Regions from separate parts of the Mus musculus genome. Here all the other regions are linked to region 1. Evidence: chromatin contacts called from public HiChIP or PLAC-seq, Micro-C and promoter capture Hi-C data. All regions are on one chromosome and are shown on one strand. The core of a region is the stretch at or near the end of the contact, and the rest is flanking DNA. Distances in the headings are between cores, read along the strand shown. Region 1 holds the start of Synm (synemin, intermediate filament protein). Region 2 overlaps Igf1r (insulin-like growth factor I receptor). Region 3 overlaps Igf1r (insulin-like growth factor I receptor). Region 4 holds the start of Mef2a (myocyte enhancer factor 2A). Region 5 overlaps Igf1r (insulin-like growth factor I receptor).

Evidence for each region. Promoter capture Hi-C pulls out the DNA fragments that hold promoters and counts their contacts. Hi-C and Micro-C count contacts between places; a contact is called where the count stands out from the background. HiChIP or PLAC-seq counts read pairs in DNA pulled down with a chosen protein or histone mark.
Region 2: a contact with region 1 is called in a promoter capture Hi-C map of neutrophils, with 5 times the contacts expected there. The contact joins the enhancer-like site here to the promoter of Synm in region 1. A contact is called at or near these places in 5 of 39 promoter capture datasets (cranial neural crest, embryonic stem cells, liver and 2 more), 7 of 115 datasets of contacts at active chromatin or transcription factors (embryonic basal ganglia, embryonic forebrain, embryonic midbrain and 2 more) and 2 of 9 other capture datasets (adipose tissue and liver).
Region 3: a contact with region 1 is called in an HNF4G HiChIP or PLAC-seq map of pancreatic cancer cells. The contact joins the enhancer-like site here to the promoter of Synm in region 1. A contact is called at or near these places in 5 of 39 promoter capture datasets (hematopoietic stem and progenitor cells, liver, maxillary cranial neural crest and 2 more), 7 of 115 datasets of contacts at active chromatin or transcription factors (embryonic basal ganglia, embryonic hindbrain, embryonic stem cells and 4 more) and 2 of 9 other capture datasets (adipose tissue and embryonic stem cells).
Region 4: a Micro-C map of embryonic stem cells shows a contact between it and region 1, with 7 times the contacts expected there. The contact joins the promoter of Mef2a here to the promoter of Synm in region 1. A contact is called at or near these places in 4 of 484 Hi-C or Micro-C datasets (embryonic stem cells, rod photoreceptor and uterus), 1 of 115 datasets of contacts at active chromatin or transcription factors (pancreatic cancer cells) and 1 of 9 other capture datasets (adipose tissue).
Region 5: an H3K4me3 HiChIP or PLAC-seq map of stem cell-derived neural progenitor cells shows a contact between it and region 1, with 2.9 times the contacts expected there. The contact joins the enhancer-like site here to the promoter of Synm in region 1. A contact is called at or near these places in 3 of 39 promoter capture datasets (hematopoietic stem and progenitor cells, liver and maxillary cranial neural crest), 1 of 484 Hi-C or Micro-C datasets (rod photoreceptor), 2 of 115 datasets of contacts at active chromatin or transcription factors (double positive thymocytes and stem cell-derived neural progenitor cells) and 1 of 9 other capture datasets (liver).

What each region holds. Positions count from the first base shown.
Region 1 is chr7:67,758,478-67,761,003 of GRCm38.p6, forward strand. It overlaps Synm (synemin, intermediate filament protein), which reads right to left and starts at 1,265. Exons shown (of 5, transcript NM_207663.3): 1 at 342-1,265. The coding sequence starts at 1,151.
Region 2 is chr7:68,227,406-68,229,931 of GRCm38.p6, forward strand. Igf1r (insulin-like growth factor I receptor) reads left to right here. Exons shown (of 21, transcript NM_010513.2): 21 at 1-2,526. Among named protein-coding and RNA genes, the nearest start is that of Pgpep1l, 36 kb to the right of the region's middle. Within about 2 kb of position 1,271, at least 12 of the 459 cell types and tissues checked have an H3K27ac peak or open chromatin away from gene starts, as enhancers often do.
Region 3 is chr7:68,180,091-68,182,616 of GRCm38.p6, forward strand. All of the region lies in intron 5 of Igf1r (insulin-like growth factor I receptor), which reads left to right. Among named protein-coding and RNA genes, the nearest start is that of Gm51487, 24 kb to the left of the region's middle. Within about 2 kb of position 1,266, at least 25 of the 459 cell types and tissues checked have an H3K27ac peak or open chromatin away from gene starts, as enhancers often do. A contact at or near this core is called in pancreatic cancer cells, where this site is marked.
Region 4 is chr7:67,371,590-67,374,115 of GRCm38.p6, forward strand. It overlaps Mef2a (myocyte enhancer factor 2A), which reads right to left and starts at 1,269. Exons shown (of 11, transcript NM_001291195.1): 1 at 1,124-1,269.
Region 5 is chr7:68,063,603-68,066,128 of GRCm38.p6, forward strand. The region is part of intron 2 of Igf1r (insulin-like growth factor I receptor); the gene reads left to right. Among named protein-coding and RNA genes, the nearest start is that of Gm51488, 72 kb to the right of the region's middle. Within about 2 kb of position 1,264, at least 56 of the 459 cell types and tissues checked have an H3K27ac peak or open chromatin away from gene starts, as enhancers often do. A contact at or near this core is called in hematopoietic stem and progenitor cells and stem cell-derived neural progenitor cells, where this site is marked.

The DNA of each region.
Region 1 (2,526 bases), core at 15-2,514:
AAAACAGAACTAACAGGATCGTTGATCAGGATGTGCCTAGACACGTCTGGATCTAAAGGTAATCCAACTAACAGGATGATGGGCACTAGGCTAGCCACCGGGACCTGTCACATGGCGTCAGTCCTCCGATTTAAGGATCATTGCACCAACCCCTTATTCTTAGACTAGCTATATGCCAGAATCCCGTCGCTTCATAAATAGCAAAGCTGCTGGCAGCGTACGCTTCCCTGGGTGGGGCTGAACCAGCTGGGTGTCCCGGGAACCCCTGCTGCTCGCCTACTGGGTGCACAGGGGTGCGTGTACAGGCTATTAGGGAAGGGGCGCGGTCCCTGCCCACGGACCTGCCGCTCCTCCGCCTGCATCCCGTACTCCTCGCGCATCCGCAGCAGCTCATCCTCCAGCCTCGCGCGCAGCTGCTCCAACTCCAGCGCCTGGTTCCGCAGCGCGTCTGCCTCCTGCGCGCACAGCCGCGCCTCGTCCTCCGCCTGGAGCCGGCTCTCTTGGCCGCGGCGCAGCGCCTGCTCCAGCTCGCGCACCTCGTCCTCGTACAGCTGCACGCTCTCCCTCCACGACTCGGCCACCAGCAGGGCGTAGCTGTCGTGCACGTCCCGCAGGCGCGGCGGGGGCGCGGCGGGGCTGGTGGCGCGGGCTCGGAAGTGCATGGTGAGGCTGGCAGCGCGGGCTCGTAGATCTCGCACTTGGCGTTCGTGGGCAGCGTCCAAGTCGCGGCGCTCAGTTTCCAGCCGGCCCAGCAGCGCCTCGAGGGCGGCGCGCGCGCCCAGAGCCTCCTCTAGCTCCCGCCGTTGCGCTCCCAGCTCGGCATCCAGGCGGCTGCGGGCAGTGCCGGCTTCCACACCCTCCCGCTGCAGCTCCAGCAGTTCCCTCCGCAGCGCGTCGCGCTCGCCCTCGGCCAGGGCTGTGGACCAGTTCAGTTCATCTAGCTGCTGTCGTAGGCTGCGCGCCTCCTCGGCGTAGAGTGCCTGATCCTCAGCCCAGCGGTCCTCCCGGCTCAGCCGGCTGCGCAACTCCTCCTCCAGTAGCAGGTTCTCGCGCTCCAGCTCTCGCACCCGGCACACGTAGTCGTAAAGCCGGGCGTTGAGCTCCTGCAGCTCCGCCTTTTCAGAGCCCGTCTGCAGCCGCCAGGACAGCATCTTGCTGGGTGTGCCGGACCCTTTCGATTAGCCGCTTGCCTCCTGCCCTGATCTTGTCCCCTCCGCCCCGCCGCGCCGCGCCCGCCGCGCCGCTGCCTCGGAGGCCCTTGGACTGGCGCACCGACTGGCGAGCTTCCCCACTTAGTGGCCCGGTCGCGCGGCTGTGGACTTGGGCCATCGCCTCCAGCCAATCAGGACGCGGCCCGCGCGGCCACTGCGGCCGGACAGCGCCCCCTGCCGGACAGATCGGGCCATGGCGAGGCTGCCCAGCACTGGCCCCCCTGGTGGCCCAGGGTAATCCCACGTGGGTTGTCGGATTACTGCGTGCTGGCTATCTGGGACACCTTATGAGGCTCCCCGTTGCTACTCCTAGGGCGCAACTAAGGCACCCCTGAGTCCCAGCTTTCTTTAATGAAAAATAGTTGCCATTAAATGAGAGATCCTTTTCGTAGAGGAAGCTTCTAATTGGTTGCTCTGGAGATGAGGGGCAGGAGGTGTATTCTTTAAACTAGAGTTATAGTTCAACAATAAAGAGCTTGCCAGATAAAGAATATGCCAGGCCTGGATATCAATATCCACCACCACAAAACAACTTTGCGCATGTATATTGCACATCCGTATATACACATATACCTGTTATGTTTTTTAAACTAAGACCATTTCAGTAATTTTGCTTTTATTTTTTATGTGTGTGAGTGTTTTGCCTGCATGTATTTGTACCACGACGGTGCACACAGACGCCAGAAGAGGGCGTCAAATCCCCGTGAAACTGGAGTTAAAGGCAGTTGTTAGCCAAAATGTGGGTACTGAGAATTGAAACCACATGCTCTGCTGCCAGTGCCCCTAACCACTGAGTCATGTCTTCAGCCCTACATATACATTTTTAACTTCTGGCATGAATGCATCTCCATTTGCCAATATTATATGTTTAGGTAAGATTTCCTTTCCACGCAGAGTGGGAAACGCTGTTACCTTCTTACTTGCACAAACCACCTTCATGGGACTTTATGCTTTGCAATATTAGCATCATTCTGGTGGAGAAAGAACCTAGAAAGACTTTGAAGTGCTCTGAGCACAGAACATTCTAGACACCTACCATCTCTCCAGACTTTTGCAACTGCCTTATACACACCCCCATTATGACAGCCTGGGAGGGGGGCCGCTGTCTCTTCTTTCAGCAGTGTGCCCTTAAAGCACTTAGTTTAATTGCCATAGAAACCACAGCTCTCTCAGTTTGTGCATACTTGCATCTCATTGCATTACACGACAGTTACAAAGGATGGTAGCCAGAGTCAGTAGCATTACAGAGCGCAGGAATAGGCACAGGTGGCCCTAAGTAGGGGGGTGGGGGGTATTCAGCACCAAGGCATTGGCC
Region 2 (2,526 bases), core at 21-2,520, 470 kb after region 1:
GGTCAAGGTGGTCCTCACACCAGCCTCGTCCCCCTCCCCGACCTCCCTCCTGCCCCTCCCCTGAGGGCCACACACTCGAAAGGGTTCCGGGGACTCGGCCTGGCTGTTGGTTATGGATGTTCGAGGAAGGGATTCAGAGCCACAGCAGCCTGGAGCCGCCCGCCCAGGCAGTGGATCCAAGCAGTGTGAGCTTTCACATGGTCTGTTACTAGGACTTCTTCATGGGTCTCTCAGTTCTATGTTAGACCGTGAAACATTTGCATACACATCGTCTTTAATGTCAGTTTTATAACTTTTTTACAGTTCAGATATTCATCTATACATCTGTACAGGAAAAGAAAAGCTGCTATTTTTTTTTTGTTCTTTATCTTTGTGGATTTAATCTATGAAACTTTCAGGTCTACCCCTTCTTCCTTTCTGCTCACTCCAAGAAACTTCCTCTGCTTATCACTAGAGTGTGGTTTTTCTTCCTCTTCTCCGGCAACTGATGCTTCTAGGACATAACTTGCCGTGAACTGTTTGATGCCTTTTTTATAAATACATCTCCCTTCCCCTGCTCCCTGCAGCCCCATTCATTACCCTCTAACCCATAGGCTCTGTGAGCACAGTCACAGGTGAGGGAGTGGGGAGGGTGGGAGTCCAGAGCCCACAGACTCCTGGGCCCTACTCTCTCCTTTCCTTGCTTCCCCGCACACAGCATCTGCTCCAGGGCAAGGCATGCCACAAACTCAGGTCAGAAACAAAAAGGTTAAAAATCCCACACATCCTGGTTTAGTGTTTCTAGTCCCTGTTGTTGAAAGTCACACTTTGCTTTCTCTCCTTGCTTTGGTTCACACACACACACACACACACACACACACACACACACACACACCCCAATTTGGGAATACAATAGCAGTTTTAACTGCAGACAATAGTCATTGGATTATTATTTAAATGAATATTTGATCTTTCACACACACACACACACACACAATAGCTGCTGAGTCCCCAGGATGCAGCAGAGCTGGTCCAGTGGCCCATCTGCCACCTCCTTCACAAGCAGGCCCACCTGTCTTTAGAACCAGCTTGTCTGAAGGGGTGGCCTCCCTGGGAGCAAGATGTAAGACACCAACTCCCCATGGCCAGGAGCAGCAACTTTAGTGGGTGTGCTATAAAGCCCACTCCCGGGCCGGAAATCCCAAAGTGGAGTAGAGCTGACCCTACAGTGGCCCTAGAGCCCCTTGCTGTTCCTCCTTAACCAGAATCCCGGAGCTCTGGGCTTGGAGGCCCCTCCCCCTGGAGTGGGGTTGGGGGAGGGGTCCTGTCTTGTTTCGATTTAGCACTTCTTACCAGAGCAGTGACAGCGCGAGAGATGCTTCTGGGTGGAAATATTTAAATTAGGAGTAGGAAAACTGTTGGATGATGATGGTTGCAGTTGTGACTGGAGATTAGATGCAGGAAGGAAAGCTGGAGTTGTCTGGCTTGTCTGTAGGTTCAGGCTTGTGGCTCTTCCTAGCCTCTGCCCTTAAAGGGAAAAGGAGGGGGGAAGCTTATTAAGAAGGTATTTCATGTAGGAGTTTTAATTTATTTTGTGATACCTGTTTTAATCACTGTAGAAAAGCCCCTGTTATGGATTTAAATGCTGAGGAAAGGGTACATGTATCTCTGTGTATGTGTGTATTAGATGGGACAGTTTTGGGGGGTTTTTTTGGGGGGGCTTGTTTTTCAAACATTTATCTACCTCACTCTTGTTTTTCATGTGTGTGTGTGCATATATATATATCACATATATATATATATATATAATACATCTCACACTTCTCAGTACCTGACAGTAGGCCAATGATCCTGGTAACCTCAGCCACTCCGCAGGCCACATACCCAGGTGAAGCAGAGAGGGGCCAGGCTGGATTCTGGGGTTAAAGCAACGCTAACTCAAATGAGCAGCCTCTTCCTGCTCTGTCTCCAAAAGCCCACTTTTCCTAGGGCAACTCTGGTCTTTCTCCTCACCTGGTCCCCTACTTTTCAACCCAGCAGTCACCATGAGCACAGCACGCCAGTGGAGGGGGGCTCCCCGGCCCATCCTCAGCTGGCTGACTTTGGAACAGAACTTTCTCTACAGATTGAATGACTGACAAATTCTATCCCTAAGAGAGCAGGTACTCCCAGGTTTTGAGGGCAGGAGGCACCCACACGTAGGTTGTCTTGAGAGTCCCAATGTGTGCACATGTCAGGGTGCCCTGTCAGCCCCCTCAGCTGCTCCTCTGAGACCTGCACCGAGGCAGGGGCATGCCACCATTGCTCTCCTGGCATTGGTTCCTCTTGGAGGTACAGCGGTCAGGGAGCTCCCCCTTCTGCTTCTGACAGAAGGCCAGTATAAAAAAGGGGGCAAGACGAAGCCTGTGCCCCCTGCAGGCTGCTGTCCTTCCCTCTTCTTCCCTCCCTTCCCCCCCCCCCCCCGCAACCCCCAGGGCTAAACAAGGACTGACCAAATCTTGAGGCTGGAAGGCCAGTGGTTGGCGCCTAGCCTTCCCCGTGCTCTGC
Region 3 (2,526 bases), core at 16-2,515, 420 kb after region 1:
GAGTAGCACAGGTCATCCTGTGCCTTTGTGAGGTGATTCAAAGCTTATAACGTCCTTTTATATTTAGCATCCAGTTCTTCTCAATTGGCCTCGGGGCCCGAAGAGACCAGAAAAGATAGCTCCATGGGCAGCTGAGAACCAGCAGCCCTAGAGAAGCTGAGTAAACCATTCAGGTGCCACTTCATAAGCAGTGGAGAAGGTGCTTGGGCCTGGTTATCAGTTCCTACATGGAAGACTCTACACTCGGTCCCCTGCAGTCTTCACTTAAAAGGGAGGCCTAGAAATGGTAGCCACAGATCATAGCTAAGTGTTGGCTGTGAGCTTATCATGTGACAGGGCCCCCAAATTGTTGACTAACCATCCTAGTAGGTCTATGCATTGGCAGGTGAAACCCATCCAATAGAGGGGATTTTTTTTTCTAATGTTGAAAAAGCTACAAGCTACCAGGCAGTGGTGGCACATTTCTTTAGTCCCAGCACTTGGGAGGCAGAGGCAGGTGGATTTCTGAGTTCTAGGCCAGCCTGGTCTACAGAGTAAGTTCCAGGACAGCCAGGGCTACACAGAGAAACCCTGTCTTGAGGGGGTGGGGGGGGTGCAGAAAGGAAGGTAGGAAAGAAGGAAGGATCGAACTAAGAGCCAAAATACCACTCAATAAAACTCCGGGAGATCATACAGCGTGTAGGAGCCAAAGGAAAAAAAATGAACAGTTTGGTTTTTAAAAATATTCTGTGGATGTAAAAAGGCAGTGAGCTTAGAAACGATTTATGAAGTCGCATTTATTGAGTGGTTCCCTTAACTAGTCATCTCCCTGAGAAAACAATGACCATTCAAGGACATTAGTATCTTGAAGGTGTGTAGACAAATCTCCACCTGGGGATATCTCTTAACTCTCACTATTGCAGAAGGTGTTGAGGAGGCAGGCCTCGGGTGGGGGTTGGGAAGCAGGCACTGTGTGGACGGGCCCTCCCCAGCAGGTTGATTATTATTTTGGTGAAGGTTTTTATTTTTCTTTACCTTCTGTAGGCTCCACAATGCCTGGATTTTATTGATATTGGTATTCTGGCTCCCAGCCTTCTCTGCATTGTTTAAAGAGAGAAAGTTTGTGTTTACTGTGAAAAGATAATCTTGCTTTTCAAAGTGATTAGTCAAATACCCTGAGTTTCTATGTGCCTGCCATTCATTTGTCAAATTCCTGGTTTCTAATTCATGCTCCCTCCCTGGGGAGAAGAATGTGTGGCTCAGAAGGAAGGTATTTTCAGTACAATTCTGTTTCCTGCTTGAGAAATTAGTTTACTAAGAGGCCTTGGCCTAGATGGAGATGGGAGTTTGACCTGATTAGTTGGCCCTTGTATCCGGCCTGGAGGTGTCTTCAATAACAGGAGATTTTTGTCTCCTGGGACTCTCAAGACTTGGGAGCAGCCAGACCGGTGAGGTTAGCGTTGAGGCAGCAGTTTAAGAATGGCCCATGGTTAGGCAAGACACCTAATGGGACCCAATCTTTCCACCATTACACCTATCCTTCAGTTGTCTGCCTATCCTGACCACCCCCATATCAATAAGAGTGAACATTGGTGGGTCCCGTAGGTGGCAGTTCTGACTGACAGGTATCCAAGGACCTCCCTAGGACATACACTCTTAGGTACTACGATCTGGATTCCTTTGATCAGGGTCTTTGTTTCCTACTCCAATAAACAAGCATGGTAGGGGAACACTCCTTACCAAAGGCTAGCGGCTCATTGAGCCCGTGCGTGTGCAGACCCTGCGCTGAAGCCTGCGCAGAAGTGCTCAAGGAGGGTTGGGGCTTCCATTCAACTGCTTAGCTCACACTTGAGCTCCGACTCCTCCATGTGAGGACTCTTACCTATGAGAGGGATGTATGTGCAGAGGTCAGAGGACAGCCTTACACAGTAACTGTTCTTCCTTCTCGGGGTCCTGATCACCAGACTTGTGATGTAAGTACTCTTGCACGCATGAGCCATCTCACTGGCTCTCATAAGGAATCTTAAAACCAACGAGACCTCAGACTTCACCTACGCACATGAACGCTGCTCTTCATAGCACCGAGGAAACTGCCTGTGGCTTGTCCTGTGGGGAATTCATGGCTCTTCCGGTCCTGGGTCCTGGCCTCTGAGCTCCCTAATGAGTTCTCCAGGAAGTGTCGGGAGAGGCTTGGCAACCCTGCAGCTGTAACTCATTTCTCAGTATGTGAAGGTCATGTTGAAAGCAGACCCCCTAGGCAGTAGTTCTAATGTGGGTGAGGACTCTCAGCAGGTGGTGCCTAGGTGGACACAGCCTTTAGGGCAGAACAGGACTTTGGGACATGTTTGTCTGGTCTGTGGGTGGATTTAGAAATAACTGTTTAAAAAAAAAAAAAAAACTTATGCAGACACCCAAGTAGAATCCTTGCTCTCCCCTTGGCCCCCTAAGATAGCTATCTTCCCTTTGGCCATGCCCATATCTCCCCTCTAGTGGAAGTTAGGCCTTGGAAACAGTGCCGTGGCCGGCCTGGTAGTTTCTGGGTGGACC
Region 4 (2,526 bases), core at 19-2,518, 390 kb before region 1:
CTGCTTTACAGAACCTCACTGTCATACAGTAATGGATGTTTCAAGAAAGACATAAGAGAAACACGATGCGCTGCGCTACAAACTTGAAAACTGTTATACAATATTAGTTTTAAAATAGTTGTCAACACATCGCAGCAGGTCTTTCTAATTTCAATTTCTGGAATCCCAATTTCACAGTAAACATACAGGTTAGCGCGACGGTGTAGTCAGTCTACACTCCGTTGCCTTCTGGATCATGATGACAGGGGCTTCAGAGCTCAGGGACCTATTTAAGGTCCGAGTGAGCAAGAATTTGATAGTTACACTTTTCCAGGGGGAGGGGGGAAATGCTAATTCAGAAAACGCTCACCTTTCCCAAACTTGTCTGCAATATCACTGATCTTTAATCCTCAACCGCCCAAAAACAGATGACATCGAACCCAAAGGCAAAGTTTCCATCTCACCCTGAGACCTAAGGCGGGATCTACCCGATTGCAAGGAGCGGGTCCCTTCTGCAGCCCCGACTCCCAAGACCTTTTCCCCGCACCCGCAGGTGCTCGAACCCGGCCACCGCCCGGGCCAGGTCCAGACACACAACCTAACGCCGATATCCCCACGGGAGAGTTCGACCCCCTACCTCCCGCCCCAGTGAACCAACCTTCCCCCCGAAGCAGAAGTGGGGGAACTTTAAGTGCGACCACAGGGCCGGACGCCCCCCGCACTGGCGGTTTACGGAGCGGGGAGACCCCGAGATCCGCGACGCTGGAGGAATGGACCGAGTGGCTCCGCGGCCCCCTGGGAACTCCGTCAACTTTCAGGGAGGAGCGGGGCGGCGCGGCTGGGGGCCCCAGAGGTGGCGCGCACAGGGAGGCGGCTCGCGACAGTCCCCCCCGCGGGCCCCCGCCGCCGCGCCCGCAGCCCCCCGGGCTCGCCCCAGGGCACCCCGCCCCCACCGCACGGGGCCGCGCCCCTCCGCTCTCCCGAGGGCCCGGCCGCCCCACGCCCAGCCTCGCCCCGGCGCCCGGAGCCGCGCGGGCACCCCTCCTCGGCCTCGCAGCCCCTCCGTGGTAGTGCCCCCCACTCCCAGCGCGGCCCGACCCCCTTCCCAGCCGCCGCCACATCCCCGCCGCCCGCGGCCCCTCACCGAGTCTCCGCTACTGCCGGCGGGCGCGCACACGCCGCAGCCCCGGCCCGGCCCGCCACAGCACTCCGCGCCGCCCGGAGCCGCCTCCTTCAGCCCGGGACTCGCCGGGACATCCGCGCACGGATCCCCACACCGGGGCTATTTTTAGGAGTCAGGCCTCGGCCAGGCCGGAACTCGTTCTTCGCGGCGCGCGTGCGCACTGCGAGGACGTCTTGGTGTCCCTCCGCGGGCCTCGCCTCTCCCTTCCTCTCGGCTTCCTCTCTTTCTTCTCTCCCGGGCTCTCCTTTTAGGGTATATTTCTGCTCTCGGTGGGTCCTGAAGGGTTTGTCATGGACAAGACGAGGGACTAGTCAGAGAGAGCCGCGCCTTCTCAACAGCTAGCGCTGTGGCACAAGGACAAGAGGGGCGGACTATGTTTTTCCGGGTGGGTGAGGCGACAGATCACCCGGCACAGGAAGGAGATGACGGCTGCTTGGCGCCGGGGCTGCAGCCTGGAGCGCGCTTCCCTCTTTGAAGGACCGTGTTCTCCTGGAAGGGATACTGGTCACTTGATGAGGGCCTGGGCGTGGCGGGCCGGTGGCGTCGCGCCCCCGCCGCCTCCTGGTCCAGCCCGGGCCCACGGCTCCGGTGACGCGGCGCGTGACTAGTCCCCGCGCTTGGTCCGTGACCACAGCCGAGAGGCCCGACCCGGCGGGACGGCCCAGACGCCCTGTGCGGTGCTCGGGACCGAGGCCAGCTCCCCGCCCTCGTGTGCGCCGGGCCTGCCCAAACCTCGGCTCGCCACGCCCTCACTGTGGTCGGGGCCACACCTGTGTCCAGGCCTGGACAGCTGCTGGGTCACCCCCGCCGGGCCAGCAGTTGGATGCTGTCCCTGGCCACCCAATCCCAGCAGGGGCTTGGAAAGCAGAAACACCTTGAGAATGAGGCAACCTGCCTATTTGGGCTACTAATACTAGCTAGTATGGATTAGTGGTAAACTGTATCTCACTTAGTACTCACATCGCAGTGAAGTTCACCTCATTTTCTGTTCCCATTCGGCAGATAAGAAAGGAAAACTGAGAACCACTCTGACCACGCAGGGTCACACAGCGTCAGAGAAGGGCCATAAGGATCTGAATTCCTAACTACTCGACGAACTGATTTTTCTGAGGGGAAAAGATGTCTTTGAGACAGCACTTGTATTTTGTTAACTTACTGATTTTGTCCAGAGAAGGCTTATGGGGGTGACTCTCTGCTGGTCCTCACCCCCAAAAGTTGCTACCGCTGTAGAGGTAATAAGAATGTGATGGCTGGTATCCGAACCCAGAGCTGCCCATGCAATGGGCACAAACCCTCATTCGAAAATGAGAGGCTCAATTCTGTGGTTAGGGCTTTAAAACAAGTCTTTGGGGGTGGGTGAGCAG
Region 5 (2,526 bases), core at 14-2,513, 310 kb after region 1:
AAGAACGTGATGCTTTAGGATACAGCCTTCTGTGTGACCCATACCAGAATACCTCAGCATCCCCCTGCAGCGAGGAGAGGTGGCAGCAAAGGTCTAGGGTGCAGGTGGCTTTGGAATCTTGCGCTGAACATCCCAGGGATGGGACAGGCAGTTTCTCCAGGCCATTGTAGCAGTCTGGATGAAGTCGTGCAGGGCAGGGGTGTAGCTACCCAGGCCTGGGGCATTAGCCGTAAAGCACAGGCTGGAGGCACAATGCACGGGAAGATGGGCCCTGTGCACCGTGACAGCTGATGGAGAGAACAGTATGTTAGTGGAAGGAAGAGAGCTTAGGGGTGCACCAGGACTGCAGATGTCTGCTCTGGCCACAGAGAAAAGCGGCTTGGGAGCACCATGTATGTGTTCTGAGAGACAGCCGACAGCGTTCTCTGGAGGCTCTCGTGTGGCCACATGTGAAGAGACTGGTAGCCAGAAAATGGGAGACAGGAAGTAGACTTTCCAATATGAACATGAATGAAGCCGGATGCTACTGCGTTGTGTGTGCAGGCATGGATTGAGCACCTGATTCATGACAGCTAGGTATGCTACAGGAAGAGCACAGAACGAGGTGAGAGCTGGTTCCGGGCTCATCTGGTACAGAGAACCAGGAGCAGAAAAACGGGTCCTGAGATCACTGCATGAGTGGACCGCATGGCCAGTTTCACGCAAGAGTGACTGAAAGAGACGGAGAGCTACAGGCCTTGCCCATCTGCCTGTGTTGACTGCTGCTTTTCCACAATCCTTCTCCAAGCTGTGGACTTTGTTCATAGTCACTCACTTGTCCTTGTCCAGAAGTTGCCTGACTACAGATCCATTTTATGGATGAGAAAACTGAGACTTAGAGAGGGGCTGGTGTTTACTCAGTGTTCATGTTGGCTGTATGGTACAGAAACCCAGCTTGGCTAGTGGCTCATAGACTATAACGTGTGGGTTCCTTGATGAGGAGCAGGAAGATGGGCCTTCTGGGGGGGGGGGGAGGAGAAGGACTGACATGGTCCTGCTTTCTGTCTGCATGCTGTCTTTGCCTGGCTTTCTGTCTGTAAGCAGTGTCCTCCTTTAGCCCCGTGTGTGTCCTATGGCATGAGGAAGTTAGCTTGCCCTGTTGTAGCTCACCTCTCCACTCCCACAGCACCAGGCCTCCTTCCCAGGGGCCTCAATAGTGGCCTTCAAGTGTGAGCGGGTGCGTCACATGCAGCAGGTCTCTGGTAGTGACCCCTTTTCATATGACTGGTCTCCGTAGCCACTGTGGAAGTTAGCGTATCCGTAGCTCCCTGTCTTTCACAAACAATGGAAAAACCCATTACCAGCCCCCAAACCAGCTGTCTGTCTTCTGATGAATAGACAGCCAACCCCGAAGAGCAGAAGAATAGTTTCTCTTAAGTACTCTGGGAGTGCATAATATACTTTAAATGAGATTAAAAATCATGCGTTCTTCTTCCTAGCATCTCCGTCAGGCCATTGAGTATGAGAGCATTCAGTGCTGTGTGCTCAGTACGAGGTAGTAACATCTATTCAGCGTTCAGTACATCCACTCTGTTCAAGAACAATGTATTCAAGGTCAGTGTGTTTTGGCTCTGTGACAGACTTCTGGAAATTCCCAAGAGAATGAGTTTTTCCCCCCCACTGGTTATATAATCTAGCACAAGTGACTGTGTGGCAGCAACATCATGTAAGTGACTTGTAAAATGCAGTTGATTCTAAAATGTTGCTTTGAAAAGAGTGGCTTGAAGGATTTTTGTGTTTGTTTTGTTTGTGTCCCACCCCCCCCAAGTTCTTTCCAGAGTTTAAGGCACCACTTCTTCTTCTTCTTCTTCTTCTTCTTCTTCTTCTTCTTCTTCTTCTTCTTCTTCTTCTTCTTCTCCTTCTCCTTCTCCTTCTCCTTCTCCTTCTCCTTCTCCTTCTCCTTCTCCTTCTCCTTCTCCTTCTCCTTCTCCTTCTCCTTCTCCTTCTCCTTCTCCTTCTCCTTCTCCTTCTCCTTCTCCTTCTCCTTCTCCTTCTCCGTCTCCTCCTCCTCCTCCTCCTCCTCCTCCTCCTCCTCCTCCTCCTCCTCTTCCTCCTTCTTCCTCCTCCTCTTCCCTCCTTCTTCCTCCTTCTTCTTCTTCCTCCTCCTCCTCCTCCCTCCTTCTTCCTCCCCCTCCTCCTTCTTCTTCCTCCTCCTCCTCTTCCTCCTCCAAATTTGTTCTGGAATTATCTGTAAGCACCGCTTTGTAGTAAGTACCCTTCACTACCCCTCTTCTTTCGTGGTTAAATATTGCTTCTCCCTCTGCACAGAGGCTGAGCCTGGAGAAGTTTCAGGTATAGTCCAGGTTGCCCTCCTTGTAGATAGCAGCTTTGGGAGTTCAAGATCTGACCTACGGCAAACTTTATTGACTTGGAGATGCACATTTCAAAATCTTTGCTGGTGCTGTTCCAGCACTTGGTCAACACTGTCCTCCAGGCTCTCTCTAGGCGGTAGTGACACGTGATCATTGGAGGAGAGCCAGTCTGTGG